Linked DNA regions of Sus scrofa: region 2 is linked to region 1. A link is a contact called in public Hi-C data. All regions are on one chromosome and are shown on one strand. The core of a region is the stretch at or near the end of the contact, and the rest is flanking DNA. Distances in the headings are between cores, read along the strand shown.

Evidence for each region. Hi-C and Micro-C count contacts between places; a contact is called where the count stands out from the background.
Region 2: a Hi-C map of subcutaneous adipose tissue shows a contact between it and region 1, with 1.7 times the contacts expected there. The contact joins the promoter of PELO here to the enhancer-like site in region 1. A contact is called at or near these places in 6 of 47 Hi-C or Micro-C datasets (embryonic fibroblasts, mesenteric adipose tissue, retroperitoneal adipose tissue and 2 more) and 1 of 2 datasets of contacts at active chromatin or transcription factors (skeletal muscle).

Annotation. Positions count from the first base shown.
Region 1 is chr16:32,024,281-32,031,769 of Sscrofa11.1, reverse strand. The region is part of intron 1 of LOC106506482 (a long non-coding RNA gene); the gene reads left to right. Among named protein-coding and RNA genes, the nearest start is that of PELO, 100 kb to the left of the region's middle. Within about 2 kb of position 4,044, at least 23 of the 83 cell types and tissues checked have an H3K27ac peak or open chromatin away from gene starts, as enhancers often do. A contact at or near this core is called in mesenteric adipose tissue and subcutaneous adipose tissue, where this site is marked.
Region 2 is chr16:32,127,234-32,134,722 of Sscrofa11.1, reverse strand. PELO (protein pelota homolog) reads right to left here and starts at 4,469. Exons shown (of 4, transcript XM_013984761.2): 1 at 4,335-4,469. ITGA1 (integrin alpha-1) reads right to left here and starts at 4,458. Exons shown (of 31, transcript XM_021076769.1): 1 at 4,335-4,458. The coding sequence starts at 4,395. All of the region lies in intron 1 of LOC106506482 (a long non-coding RNA gene), which reads left to right.

The DNA.
Region 1 (7,489 bases), core at 2,795-5,294:
TATATATATATAAATAAAAATTTACATATATATATAAATTTACTTTTTTTTTTACAGAAAAAATGACATAGCTTTTTTGTTGTTGTTGTCCTAAATCTTTCCCCAGATGTTTATCCAGGTTGACTATACCTGGATTTTGTTCCTATCTGTCCTGTCTTTTTCATCGAAGCTGATTTCCAGTACTTACCCTTTTGTATTCTGCCATTTACCTGGTTCCTCCAAGTGCTCCTTACTAGCCTCTTAAATTCACTTCACCTAGTCTCTGGCAGAAATTCCTTGAAATAAAATTGAATTAAAAATAATAAGAGACATGTAAGTAGATCACATCAATCTATTACATATGTGATGAAACTGCATAGAACTAAATACACACATATGTGCAACTCAGTGAATATTTTATAAGTGCATATCTTTATAAGGTTGATGGATTGTGTCAGTGTAACTTTCCTGGTTGTGATTTTTTTTTTTTTTTTTTTTGTCTTTTGTCTTTTTGTTGTTGTTGTTGTTGCTATTTCTTGGGCCGCTCCCGCGGCATATGGAGATTCCCAGGCTAGGGGTTGAATCGGAGCTGTAGCCACCAGCCTACACCAGAGCCACAGCAACGCAGGATCTGAGCTGCATCTCCGAGCTATGCCACAGCTCACGGCAATGCCGGATCGTTAACCCACTGAGCAAGGGCAGGGACCGAACCCGCAACCTCATGGTTGCTAGTCGGATTCGTTAACCACTGCGCCACAACGGGAACTCCTTTTTTTTTTTTTTTTTTTTTTTGGTTGTGATATTGTGCTTTAGTTATACAAGATGTTACCATTGGGGGATCCCTAGGTAAAGGTCAACAGAATCTCTGTGTACTTTTTCTCAAAACTGCTTGTTAGTTTACAGTTTTTTTCAAAATAAAAAGTTTAAAAAGAAAGACATATAAGTAGAGACATAATTGAGTATTTTGAGTTTCACTTTGTATCGTCTACTAAGTAATGTTGAACAAGACCACAGATTATCTTCTAGCACTTGCATTGCCCTCCAGTTTTTGAGTACAGCAAATTGAATGTTATATGCATTAGGATCCTTCAACTAAATCCATCTGTAAATCCTAAATTGTTTTTCAGTCATTCGCTCTGTCAGTCAATAGATCTTTATCAAACACCTATTATAACCAGGCACAGCCACTGCAGTTACAAGCAATGAAATTTTTCCTGATTTTAATGAAGTTTATTTTCCTGAATGAACAGTGTCTGTGGTTTACTAAGAGCCACTGAGATTATAGTTTCTGTTTCCTCATATTTATAGACTGCTTCAGTGGTATCTTATTTTATGCTATGATGCATCTAAGTGTACCCCAGTTCTTTCAAACAAAATCATTGTTTTCAGGTAAAGAAATCTCAAGATTAAGTATCAAACCCCACAAAGATTTTAGAAGGTCAAAGAACATGGTGAGCTATCTTGTGATGGAGCCAGAGTTTTGACAAACCAGGAAAAATATTCCATTTGAAAACGCCTATGATAAACCATGTGACTTACCTATCAAATGGACTGGAGATCTTCAAGCAAAGTTGCTTGGCTAAATCCCAATTGACAAGAGATGGAATTTCACTAAATTCCTGAGATGTTGCAGGCTATAGATTTCTAGCCTTAAATGCTAGCACTATTTCACCCCTGGGTATATCTGACTATGTGTTATACTGGATGATGGGAGGTAGGTTTAATTATATTTTTATTTCAGTAGTGTGCTTGGGGGAAGAAAAGGAAGACAAATGTCAAAATAGCTTTTCTCTAGTTGAGCAAATTTACTTGTATTTCCATGTCTTTAGGTATATATCACTGAATGAGAAACTAAAAACTTCAAAAATTATAGTATGGTTCCAGTTGTGACAATGACTCTCTCCTCTTTGATATTCAGATTTTCTTATTTTAACAGAGGAAATGAGCTGGGATTTCTTTTGCAGTTTTTTCAGCCTTTATTTTGGAGAGCACTTGCCCTGTGATAAGGAAAACCAATGTGTAGCAATACAATGATAACATTACTAACTTTGCAAACATTGGTCCATTGAAAATGTGGGATTTTGCATATGCTAGAAAAGGCAAGACTTAATATGTGATGGAGTCTCTACAAGCCTCATTCAGTAGAAGTTTCTTCCTTAATTACTATTAAGGATGATAAGTATGAGATCTGAGGTGTCTTCTCAGCTTTAACATTCTCCAGCTCTCCCTTTCTGCCACAGAAACTGTCGACTGGTTGTTCATGCTGAACATGAGAATCTGAGCTGACTTGGTCTCACTTGCACAGCGTGACTTTGACCTTAAGACTTATCCTTCTATCCTGTCATTTTATTCCAATTTATAAACCTCCTAATGGGCCTGCTTCCTTTGCTTTCTATACTGGATTGCATGTTCAGCTCATTTTTCGTTTTTGTTTTTTTTTAAACCAATTTCATCAAAATCCTTTCCCTTTGTATTTTATGGAGGGAGACGCTCTCTAGAGCCAAAACACTGCGTACTTATTTAATCTGGTGGAGAAAAACAGTTAAGCCAGGCAGTTGGATCAGTGGCACTAGGAATTCGTAGTTTTGGTTTCCTCAACACCAAAGTCTTTCATTTTGCTTATCTACTATTGGAAACTCCAGAATTCTCTCCAGTCTTCCTAATGTGATTTGACCCGTATTATAGCTCTTAGGACTATGTTTTTTTCTTCCCCCTGATATATGGATATGCCCAATCTCCATGTTTTGTGAAAATGTGTTCTGGAAGCTGCTTTGGAAAGCAGATATTGTTAAGAAATAGTTGTTTTGTTTTCCAGAAAGCCAGTCTGTCCTCTTCTATCCCCAAACTTCTGACTGCATTTACAACTGAGCTTTGAAGAACCAGCTGCTGAAAGTGATAAATCAGCAGCTGAAAATGATGAATGAGAGACTCATTGTAGCTCAAAGTGAAATATAGGTGCTTTTCAACAATGTTAGATTGGTTACTGGACATGGCAGAGTGGTGACTGTTGGTCAAATGTATGAATATGTATATTATAGTAGCAATTATACTTACTTATTTGAATTCTATTTGAAGTCTTCTTCTTACTATAACATTCAGGTATTTTATTTTGAGGAGCACCACTAACAATAAATCAGAGCCAACATTTATGGAGTGTCAATGATGTGCCAAGCTCAGTGCTAGGCTGGGGAGCATTAGCTATGAAACGCTTAGTTGTGATCTCCAAGCACCATTTATGGCCAGTTTTGATCTGCTTTTTAAATTATTGTGCTATCTTTAGATATGACAGGCATTCTGAATTCTAAAACTTGTTTGTAATGTTTCTAGCATGGTTTATGCTTACCCAAATGGAATATTTTTCAGCTTGTTCCTTTCTAAGTGCTACTTACACACCTGTCATTCATGGCTCTTTCCACTCCAATTTTGATTTATTTAATTTGCCCATGTTCCCTGGTACAAGTCCATGTAATGGTCTGTTCATTTGTACATAAACATTTATACAAGATGGAAAAGTTGAAGTAATTTAAATTTAGTCCATTTTTTTTCCCAATATGAATTGTGTGTCACTACACTACTTCAATGAAAGGTTATTCATTGGTTTTACTCTCTGCTTTTTTTATAGCTTCCAGGCATGTTTAATATCTGTGATTAACTGAATTTTTCAGGTTAACATCTGCATTTAATCACAAGTTATTACCCATTTCCTAGACTGGTCAGCGTAGCATTTCAATCACTCCTTCCTTCTTTCTCCACCCGTGTAGTAAAAGATTCAAAGTCATTTATACTTTCTCTCTTTCACAGCCATAGAGCTGCACTTAAATAATATTTAAGAAAGTTATATTTCTTTTGAAGTGGTCACAGGAAGCATATGCTTAGTGTATATAAACAGAGAGAGAGAGAGTTGAGGCACTGAGTTGGAAGGCTTGGTTGATTTACAGAGCTCTTGCATCTACATAGAAATGTTTTTGCCTCAGAGAGAAATGAAAGGCTCTTTTGGGCTTCCATAGCCACAGAGCTCCTGTATAACAGCACTGAGATTCAAAGAGCAAGTCTTCTTTCAGTTTCACATTGCCCTGTTTTTTGGGTGTGCCTCAACAAACTGAAAGTTCTCTGTTTTAGCCTAACTACTCCCTGTCTCACTTCCCCAATTCTTTAATTTTTCAAAGTCATTTGATCATGGAGAATAAAACCTTAAGGATTAGGCATATGTCAGGTGAAGAGGAAAAAGCCTTCATTCCTGTTCCCCTTCCCCTCCAGCTGAACAGGATCATTCAAAATGATTCTTCCATTTTTCTCCAAGTTCTCCATAAACCTGTCATAAATGATTCAGTTTAAGGAAGAAAGATATATTAGAGCAGAGCAACTAAGCATGTGGTAATGTCTGGCTACTATATTTTTGGCAAAACCTGACCTAATCCAGGAATTTGCCTCTCTTCTAAAATTAGTTGTTTTTGTTGGGGGCTGGGGTGAGAAGGGGTAAGACATAAACAACCATGCTGGGATTTTAAATTGATTGGGAACTAGGATGTGAGCAATATTCTGTATTTTTTTAAATATGGATGATTAAAGATTATGAAGGGAATTGGAAAAATTCGTTTAGTCTAAGCAAATCTAGTCTAGTCTAGTCTAAGTTACTCTGACACATTTAATGATGCGCGTGATCACTGTTGTTTCAGGAAGTTTTAGGCCCAGTATATGAAAAAGAGTGTGTAATGACTGCAGTTAAAGTCCCTTACAAATAGTCAAGTAGCAACTTCATTCCCTTTCTCAACTCACTTAGAAACAACAGAAATCATTGTGTGCCTACTATGTGCAAGCCCTTTATTGCCTTGAAGTCAATAAAGTGACATCTTGTTCATCATTTTATCACCAATGTCAAATGCATTGACTAATGATTGGTAGATAACTCAAAGTTCAGAAAAAAGGAATAGCATTTGGGGCCTGTTACAATGAATCTTTAAACTATTTACGTTTTAGGCACCCAATTTATGTCTTCATGTTTAGTGATGCATTTCCTCCTATCAGTTCAATGCTCATCACCTTCAATCCTGAAAGGAAACAAAACAAAACAAAAGAAAGACCTAGGTTAAGTTCTCAGTATTACCAACTGTGTTTTTTTGTTGTTGGTTTTTTTTTTTTTTTTTTTTTAATTCCAGCCTTCTTCTTTCATGACCCACGTCCTTAACCAGTTCAAGAAACTGCTCTCTGCCTTTCAAATTTCAAGTGGCTATGAACAGTATGTGGAAAGAATGTCAACATTTGACAGGGGTAGGGGCCAGTGGTGCCTCTCAGGATCTTGGAGAGCAAGTGGGGATGAATTTTGCATTGAGGTCATCTGGAAGTCTTAGAGCACGGGAAGGGTGGGAAATGAGGGCCTGGGGAAATTTATCCTGGGTTTGGTGAAGGAATAAGAATGGCTTTTTGGTTACATGGATGTGGAACACTAGAGTACTATTCTCTAAGGACAGAATCTAAGCTCTTCCAGTCTCTGTGTCCAGCAGCAGGAGACCTTCTGGAGAAGAAAAGCTCAGGATGGTTCTTTTTAGCTGACCATTTAATCACGTGAAACCAAATGAACCAGGGTCACATGCAGAGTTGACTTCTGTGTCCCTGTGGAAGTACTCTTCATTCATGCAGTCTTCCCAAGTGAGTTGAAATATAGCTTCAGAATCTTCTTCAAATTAGGATTCGAAGCAGTAACTATCAATAAAAGCAGACTTGGATTTTAGAAATAAAACCAATCCCTAGCCTAATAAAGTACAATTTCAGTGACAATGGGAAATACTTTTTGCTCTTGTTTTGATTTGCTCTTGCAGTTCCTCAGTAAAAATTCCCTTAGCCAATCTCTACATGGATATATGCTATCATTGACAGGAAATACAATCATTCCTTCAGCAATGAGTATAAATTGATAATTTCATATCTTTCCAGAGTTGTTCCTATGGATTCCCTTTTCATGTATTCTTTCTGTCATCCCCTTATGCTCATGTGTCCACTAGGGCACCTACTTTAAAAGAACTTATCCCCTAAGTGTTACTTGCATAATCTACATTTATATCTTTCTGTCTCCTGAAGGTCTCATCCAGGCCTGCTGCATCCACATAACGACCACCCATTTTCTTAATCATCAGCAGTCTGACTTCATCCCTCTGCAGTGTACTGCTGGGGCTGCTGCTATTTCTCTTTTATTGAGGACTAACAGTGGTTCAGGAATTATGGTAAAATATCCTATCTCACCATTTAACCACTTAGAAAAGAACTCTAGGGGTTAAGTGCTAAAAACTGGGTATAAAGAGATTAGTTTATGGAGGGACACACAGATTGTAAGTGGAATAAGGAGGAATTAATTCTGATCTAATTGTGATACTAATGTTTTTAAATGCCTTGAAAGACCACTTTTTTAAAAAAAAATTCTTTTTTCTTTTATTTTTTTATTAAAGGATAGTTAATTTACAGTGTTGTGCCAAATATATACACACATTCTTTTTTTCATACTGTCTTCCATCATGTTCTATCCCAAGAGATTGGATATAATTCCCTGTGTTATACAGTAGGATCTCATTGCTTATCCATTCTAAATGTAATGGTTTGCATCTACCAACCCTAAACTCTCCATCCATCCCACTCCCTCCTCCCTCCCGCTTGGCAACTACGAATCTGTTCTCTGTGGGAAGACCAACTTTTTAAAATTTATTTTTCTTTCTCAATCCAACCCTGTCTAAAAGAATTTTCTGTCATGATAGATTAAGTCTATATCTGCACTGTTGTTTTATGGAAGCCACTTGCCATGTGTGGTGTGAGGCACTTGAAATGTGACTAATGCAGCCTAGAAACTACATTTTTAATTTAATTTAATTTATATTTAAGCAGGTCCATGTAGCTGATGGCCACCCTCTTGGATAGCACAACTTTTAAGTACTTCAGTGTCGTTAGATCTTGTCGATAACTTCTTTGTATTTACACTTTGCTTTTCCTCAGTTTCAGTGATCACGATCTCATGATTGTTTTGGTGTTTCATGCTGTCTTTGGGGGTTCTTTTCTTCCTCTGGTTTTCTGTATGTAAGTTTTTCCCACGTTTCTGTGCCAAACTTCTTCCTACATTTTATCTTTTAGCGTTAACACTCATTCTCATGTCTTTAAATATCTTCTTTAGATGAATGATCAAAATCTTTACTTTCAACTACAATCCTTTTCAGATTCTTTTAGACAACTTTCCAGTTTTGTACTGATCATCCCTACTTGGATGTATCACTGGCTCCAAGTATGTGACAAAAAAAGAAGTAATCTTCCTTTTCAAAGCTTTTCTTAATGTAGTCCCTGTTTCTGTTAATGGTATCACAATACTTTCAATCCTTCATATTTAAAATTTCTAATTCTTCTTGAGTGAGGCTTTGTTGTTGTTGTTATTTTTAATTTGGCCCTGTATGAAACTACTTGCTAAGTTTCATTGATCCTTTCTTACAAACATCCCAAGTTTATTCCCACCTCTTTGCTTTCCCTCTTTGCAGTT
Region 2 (7,489 bases), core at 3,220-5,719, 100 kb before region 1:
CCTTTATTTTATGAATTACTTCAGGGCATATTAGAATTCAGCAAGTTCTACATCTAATGGGAAGTTTGTTGGATTGAGATATTGGAACACAGGCAGAGGAGCATTCATCTAAGGAAGTAAAATCAACAATTACAAGTTGTGGCCCAAGAGCTCATGCATCAAAATGGCATAATGATAGCAGGGAAGCAAAATAGGCAAACTAGTCTGGCCTGTATATGTTATTGCTACTGCCATTGCCTATTTATTGAAAAAAACAGAAGTCCTATGAATTTATCACTGCCTTTATAGGCATCATAACAACTAAGTATTTTCACTATCATCCGTAGTTCCTGTCAATCCACTGTGTGCCTTGGAGGTCATTTCTTTGTTATGGGTTAGATGGCTGACTTCCTTCCATATTCAACCATTGCCTCACTGGACTTCTTTTAGAACAGAAAATCTTGCCTGTGAACAAAGTCACAAAGGTCTCTTGCTTGTAGCCTAACTAAACTGTTTCTAGGGAAGAAAGCCATATAACTAGGGATAATTTTCTGTATTTGTATTCTTACTAACTGGAGATAGGAGTCTTATTTGAATTATAATTAATGTAGGGAGCGATATCATCTAATTTCACTGTATACCTAAGAGCCATGAAAATAACAGACTTACTTCATCATTAATTAGATCCTTATCAAAGTCTTTTAGAGAATTATACTTGGAGGATTGTGCAAGAGGGAAATGGACTTAAATTTAGACAGCCTATATGGTGTATCATTTCAGAGCATGAGAGATGTGAATTGAGTACAGGCTTTGCCATTTACTAATTGTGTGACTTTGGACAAATTGGTTTCTTAGTGTTTTGGTTTCTTCATCTCTAAAATATGGGTAATACTTCCAAACTTTTCCCTTTCTTTGAGATTAAAATGTAATATGTGCAAAATTCTTGGCACAGGGCCTCGTACAAAATACATTCTTGAAAAAAATCTGCCTTTCAGCAGTAAGTTTCTCTGTTATTGTTTGTTTCGACCTTTGTCCCCTGGTAGTTTGAATTCTGCCATTTGGACATGGCCAATAGGAGGACTGGACAAGGCATTTGAGGGCAGGAAGAAAAGGAGGGGGTATTCATTTCCCCTGATGTCTCCCTGCTGGGCTTCAACTTTGCCACTAGCTGCATTCCTCTTCCTAGGGCCACAGCTCCTATTCAGTGGCCCCCTCTTCCATAGCCAGAGTTCATGGTCAGGCTGACAGATTGCTACCTTCCCAGACATGGGAATGGTAATGGCTTTTCTTCCCACTGTTGCTTCAAGTGCTTTCTTCCTACTATTGCTTGTTCTAGGTGTTCCACCATCTTTTGTCAATTCCTTTAAATGCTTCTGCAAATAGTCCCTTTATTTAACTTTCTTCAGTTAAACCCTTCATATGTGCCACTGGTTTTTTGCTGGGGACTTTGACATATATAACAATAAAACTTTATTTGGACTTAGAGAAGGGCATCTTTCGTGATGAATCATTTTTAAATATTGAAAAAAGCTAATACAAGACAGTTCTAAATATAAAGGGAAGTTTACTGAGATGGTTTATTGGGTAGGTGGTTCAAACCCAGCTTTGAAGACTATAGAGAGTTTGGTTGGATGGCAGGGAATGGTAAGAAAGAAGGGTGGAATGCTTTTCTAGATGCATAAAATAGTATCATATGCATAACAGCAAAATGAGCATGAGAATTATGGGGAAGGAAATATGACCAGCTATCATGGGCAGTTTAATGTTCAGAGGTTTTGGTAGGCAGAATAATAATCTATCAAATATGTTCATTTCCAAATCCCTGGAACCTGCAAATATATTGCCTTATATGGTAAAAGGAATTTGGGAGATACGATTTAATTAATGATCTTGAGATGGGAAATTATACTGGATTATCCAGGTAAGCCCAGCATTCCTAGGATTTTTATAGGAAGAAGGAAGTAGAATCAGAGTTAGAGAAGGAGATGTGATGATGAAGCAGAATCACAGGAAAAGATTTGAAGATGCTACTTTGTTGGCTTTGAGATGGAGAATGGAACCACAAGCCAAGGAATGTATGTGGCCTCTAGAAGCTGGAAAAGGCAAGGAAGTGGATTCTCCCCTAGAGCCTCCAGAAGAAAAACAACCCTGCCGACATCTTGATTTTAGTCCTGTGAGACTTCTGACCTACATAACTGTGGGTAGCAAATTTGTCTTGTTTTAAGCCAGTAAATCTGTGGCAGTTTGTTACAACAGCAATAGGAAACTGATACAGGGGTATGGGAGACAGAGGGTGCTGGATTAGGGCAGACCCTGAAAGGTCAGTTGAGAATTTTGGATTTTATCTGATGAAAGATAACAAAGAACCACCAAAGATTTTTGACTAACGACAAAGGTATAATGAAAATTATGTATTCTTAACAAGAATTAGAGGTTAGGTGCAGACTGAAGACAATAAGATGAACTCTATAGTACTGTGCATGAATGGGTGTAGTGATAAGACCCCAGATTAGTTGTGGACTCTATGAATTGATGAGAAGGTTCTAAGGAAGCTGACAACATGATGACTGACAGGGTAACCAACGAAGGAAAGGAAGAAGTCAAATTTCAGATCTCTATGTTGTACTGTGAAATGGGCATAACTATAGCACATATGAGGAACTTGTTGAATCTGAGATAACTTTAAATTATAAATTTCAATATGATTGAATAATATACATGTATAGATTGAGATATAATACATGTATACATGTACACAAAAGATAATTAAGTAACTTAGAAATATGTATGCAGTAGTTTCTGTTAAGTCCCTTCCTGGATTCAGCAAGATTTATTACCCCCAGTAATTGCAGAAAACCCACAGTATACAACTTGGGACTGTTTTAGGCATGGAAAATAAAATAGTTGAACTTAAAACACACACACACATGAAATTGTATTTTGTTTACCTCTGCTTTTTCAAGTTTCATTCTTGTCTTTTTAGAGGATATACAAACCTCATTTGATCTTTTCTACATTGGTGATAGCTTATTTGGTAAAATGAAAAAAGTACAACTTGGGTAGTTAGTAAACCACTCATATTTTGCACAACAACAACAAAAAATGCAAACAACCTCCAAAAAATTTGAGTTGGAGAGGAGTCATAGGTCAAATACGTGTAAAGAGTAATAGTGGCTGATGACAAGGTCAACCACTCACTGACTGGTAAAGCAGTTCAGAAGTTGCCAGTGTTTGGATTATTGGTCATTTCCTGAGTAGTGGGAAATGTTTAGCTCACTCTCTTTATACCACCCCACTTTTTAAAAAAGCTTTGCTTTCTAATAATCCATTTAGAAGTGATCTTCATGAAACTTAACAGTGCTTGAGCATGTATGCCAGGCTAAACCGGTGTGATCAATGCTTTTTAAAAATGGTAAAATGCTGTTAACAAGTACTAATAAACATGCTAGCATAAAGACACTGAATATTGATTGACTATTGATGATATACTAAAGCCAACCATTAATAAACCATCTTTCACACAAAGCTTTACCCCATCCACCTTCTCTTTCCTTCACCCTTGCAGCTTTCCCCCCTTAGGAGCTGGTTAATCATTTGGAAAATCTTAGAAAATGCTATGATTCAATCTATTTTTCTAAATTGAATATAACTGCATCTCTACTGTTTTTTGTCTCTGCTAAAAGATACCTATTTACGCACAACTAACAATAGTGTATCTTGCATTTAAGAAGTTAGTCTGGTCTGCGGTATTTACAAAGTAAATATTCACTATTCCTCCCTCAATTTCACTACGTTCCTTCTCCTGGGTACTAAGACAGAAACATCATTTTGGGGATAAGAGGCAACTTTGCCTTGCATTCTTCTCTTTTCTTCCTGGCAGAAAATATCTTGAATACTTGAGAGCAAGAAAAGTAATAATGCTCACTCCTGAGCAAACTGAGGATGGGAGTTTTGCATGTAAATCAGGTACTCGCTAGTTACCTCTCTCTCTCAAAAAAAAAAAAAAAAAAAAAAAAAGCCATCAGCAAAGCCCTAAAATACCAGGTATAGGGTCAAAAACAACTTTAATTTGAAAAGTCAATAACAGCTTGTAAAATTTTCAGCACGGCTTCTGCCTACGATTGGGGTGAGGGTTTTGAAACGACCTCAAAAGTAATCCATGTCGAAACCAAACGCAGACACCGCTCTCTGTACTCCAACCTGCCCAGACTACTGGATCGCCCGCGAGTAGATCTGCGCTCCCTTCTTCCCTCTGCGCCGGCCCTCTGCTTGCCTCCCTCCCTGTTTTAAGCCCCGAGGCGCGATTCCCGAACCCTGCGCGTAGGAGATGCTCAGAGAAAAGCAGGGTCGCTCACCGGTGAGGAGCCAGCAGCTGGCGACAGCGACCCCTGGGCTGGCGCGGCGCCGGGGGGCCATGGCCGGAGCGGTCGCAGCCCCTGGGGGACCCGGGGACGCACTGGATCGGAGGGAAGGGCTCGGTGAAACCGCGCTCGGGATCCGCGTTGCTCTGGGTCACTCCGCGAGACGCCACAGGTCTCAGTCGCTGGCCCTGTTGGCCCCGGAGCCCGGGAGGAGCAAAGTGATTTCCTGTGTTTTCGACCAGTGCCTCTAAATCCACTCCACGCTTTTCAGCAGGATTGCCACATCTCCCGCCCCTTTGCGCTCTCGGGCTCTGAAATCTCTCTGGCAGCCTCCCAGGCTCTGTCCGAGACATGGACAAATAAAGCCAGCTTCGCGGGTCCGTGTTTAGGCTAAAGTCCACGAGCTGCGAGGCAAACCTTAAAGGGACATCTGCCTTTCATTGAGAGGGTGATCTCCGCTCCCCGTGCCAACTCCCTAAGGTGGTAGGAAGAGGCGGGTGAGGGCCGGACCTTCGGGAGGGTGTCGCCAGCCTGGTGGCTCCGCCTTCGCACCCTCACTTCTCCCGGGGTCTGGGCAGGAAGGGTACTTTCAAAGAGCAAGGCCCCTCGGCCCTTAAGGAGAGGCTGCTTTCCTTGGGTCCGATTGCGCAGAAACAATCTCTCAGTCTGTGAAAGCGAGCAGATGTGTTCCCCGTCCTTCTCCTGTGGACAGTTGAACTTCGCTGTCCGGTCCTCTCGCACTAAAAGGGGGTGGGGGTGCCACCCCGACACGCCCCACGGAGGCCTTGGCTTTCACTTATGGAGAGTTTGCTCCCTTTGTGGTGGTTTGTGGTCCTAGGGAGGCTTTTCTTTGGGAAGTCTATGATAAGCTAGAGGAAAGGAGAAACAAGACTAGGAGGAAAAAAGAAATGCAGAAAGATATAAATGTAAGAGGGAAGCGGGAGGGGAAGGAAGGGAGGAAAACATTCTCCTTAGAAATGGAATGTGTGTGGGCTATTTTGTTTAATCTGAATTAGGATGTTTGTACATTGGCAGTTAAATCTAATAAAGAACTTGGGGCGCTGTTTTATTTCTTGCTACAGACTTTTACAAGTAAGGGTGCATTAAGTCAGGAACATGTTACTCCCTTCTTCCTCACTCCCATCACTCGGAATTGGGAAGTTAAGTTGGCCCATCACAAATGCTGGGGCTTGGAATGCCTCCTCAGGAGACCCAGGCCAGAAGAAGCACTTGGGAGTTTGCAGTGCTTCTTTTGTCTGGTGCATTGTACATCCTTTGAGTCAAGAGCCACATCCACATGTTAGTTTCACTGAATACTGGCTATTTTTTAAGCATCCCTGTCTTAATGGTTTTGAGAATTTCAAAGAAAGGGAAGGCATGGATGAGTGGATTTGTGTTTACAGGTGGTGGAGCCATTAAATTCTATTCAACTTCATTTGATTTGATTCAGTTCGGTTCAACTACTAATTGTTTTGTTCTAGTAGGACTAGGGCTAGACAGGACAAGAGTGCCACCCAAAGGAGGACTCATTGCCTGGAGCACAACATAGGTGATACAAGCCAGAGCATCCCAGGAAAGGGCAGGGAGAAGCCCTTGAGGATGACTTATAGATTGCCAAATAGAAGATTGCAGGGGCTAAAAGTTGGAAAAGACAACATTTTAAAAGTTTAATGAAGGAGTTCCCTGGTAGCCTAGTGGTTAAGGACCGGGCATTGTCACTGCCTTGGCAAGGGTTCCATCTCTGGCCTGGGGACTTCTGTATGCCTCAGGCATGGTCAATACATAAATAAATAAGGGATTCAATAAATATAAAAAGGCCATCAAATCTCAGAATGGGAACTGTCAGCCAAATAATTCCTCTTCTAATTTACAAATTTGAAGTGATTCACTTAGTAAATATATTAAAAATCCTCTTTCCCCTGTTTACAGCTCTCATATTTTCATTTCTTAATCCTATCTTCAAAATTGCAGAAATAAATCTCTAAAAAAATTGCATTGTTTTGGGTCACAATTCAGTCCCACTAGACATTACTTGGGCTCCCTTGCCAGCATTCAGTGCTCTCTACCCCAGTTTGACTTTCCAGTCTCTTTCCCATCTTCATTAACTTGCTGTCAGTTCTGCCATACAGTGCCTTTCTTCTATTTATCTCATCTCTCTATCTATAGTCTCCCTGGTGTTTTATGCTTTCCAGTATGGCCCAAAGGGCTTTGCACAATAATCAATAAATACTGATTAATTGATTTATGCTTAGACATTTAAAAATCACCATAAATATTTCCCCCAAAACATTTATCCAGATTGCTCAGAGTTTTGAAATCCAGATAATAGTGTATGTGTGTGTGTATATGTAGATATATATATATATATTACACATTTATGCATATATAGAATTCTAGAAAATTACAATATATTTAATTAGAAAAAATGAAAAGGGAAATTGCAAAATTATATCTTATTTGAAGTAGGATTAAAACATACTTAGAATATGATCAAGGCTTAGTTACTGGGAGGTTTTTCTTTGGGGAGGTTAACAAATACTTTTTTTTTTTTTTTTTGTCTTTTTACCATTTCTGGGGCCACTCTCATGGCACATGGAGGTTCCCAGGCTAGGGGTCGAATCGGAGCTGTAGCTGCCTGCCTTCGCCAGAGCCACAGCAACGTGGGATCTGAGCCGCGTCTGCAAACTACACCACAGCTCATGGCAACGCCAGATCCTTAACCTACTGAGCAAGCCCAGGATTGAACCTGCAACCTCATGGTTCCTAGTCGATTCGTTAACCACTGTGCCACGATGGGAACTCCCACCACAGCTCTTGACAACACCGGATCCTTAACCCATTGATCGAGTCCAGGGATTGAACCCGCATCCTCATGGATCCTACTCGGGTTCGTTAGCCACCAAGCCACAAAGGGAACTCCTTTTTTTTTTTTTTTAAATACTTTGAATTTAAATATTTTTAAAATCTCCTCTAGGATTTATAATCTAATGATGATAACTACTACTATCAGTGCTGTGGTTGAAGTTAATTTTCACATGTGCTATGAATCTGTTGGCAATATTTATTGATCTTCATGTCAAATCAATGCAGATGTAGAGACAAAGCAGCTGTTGCTGCAGAATTAAATGTAGAATAAATGTTCATTTTCT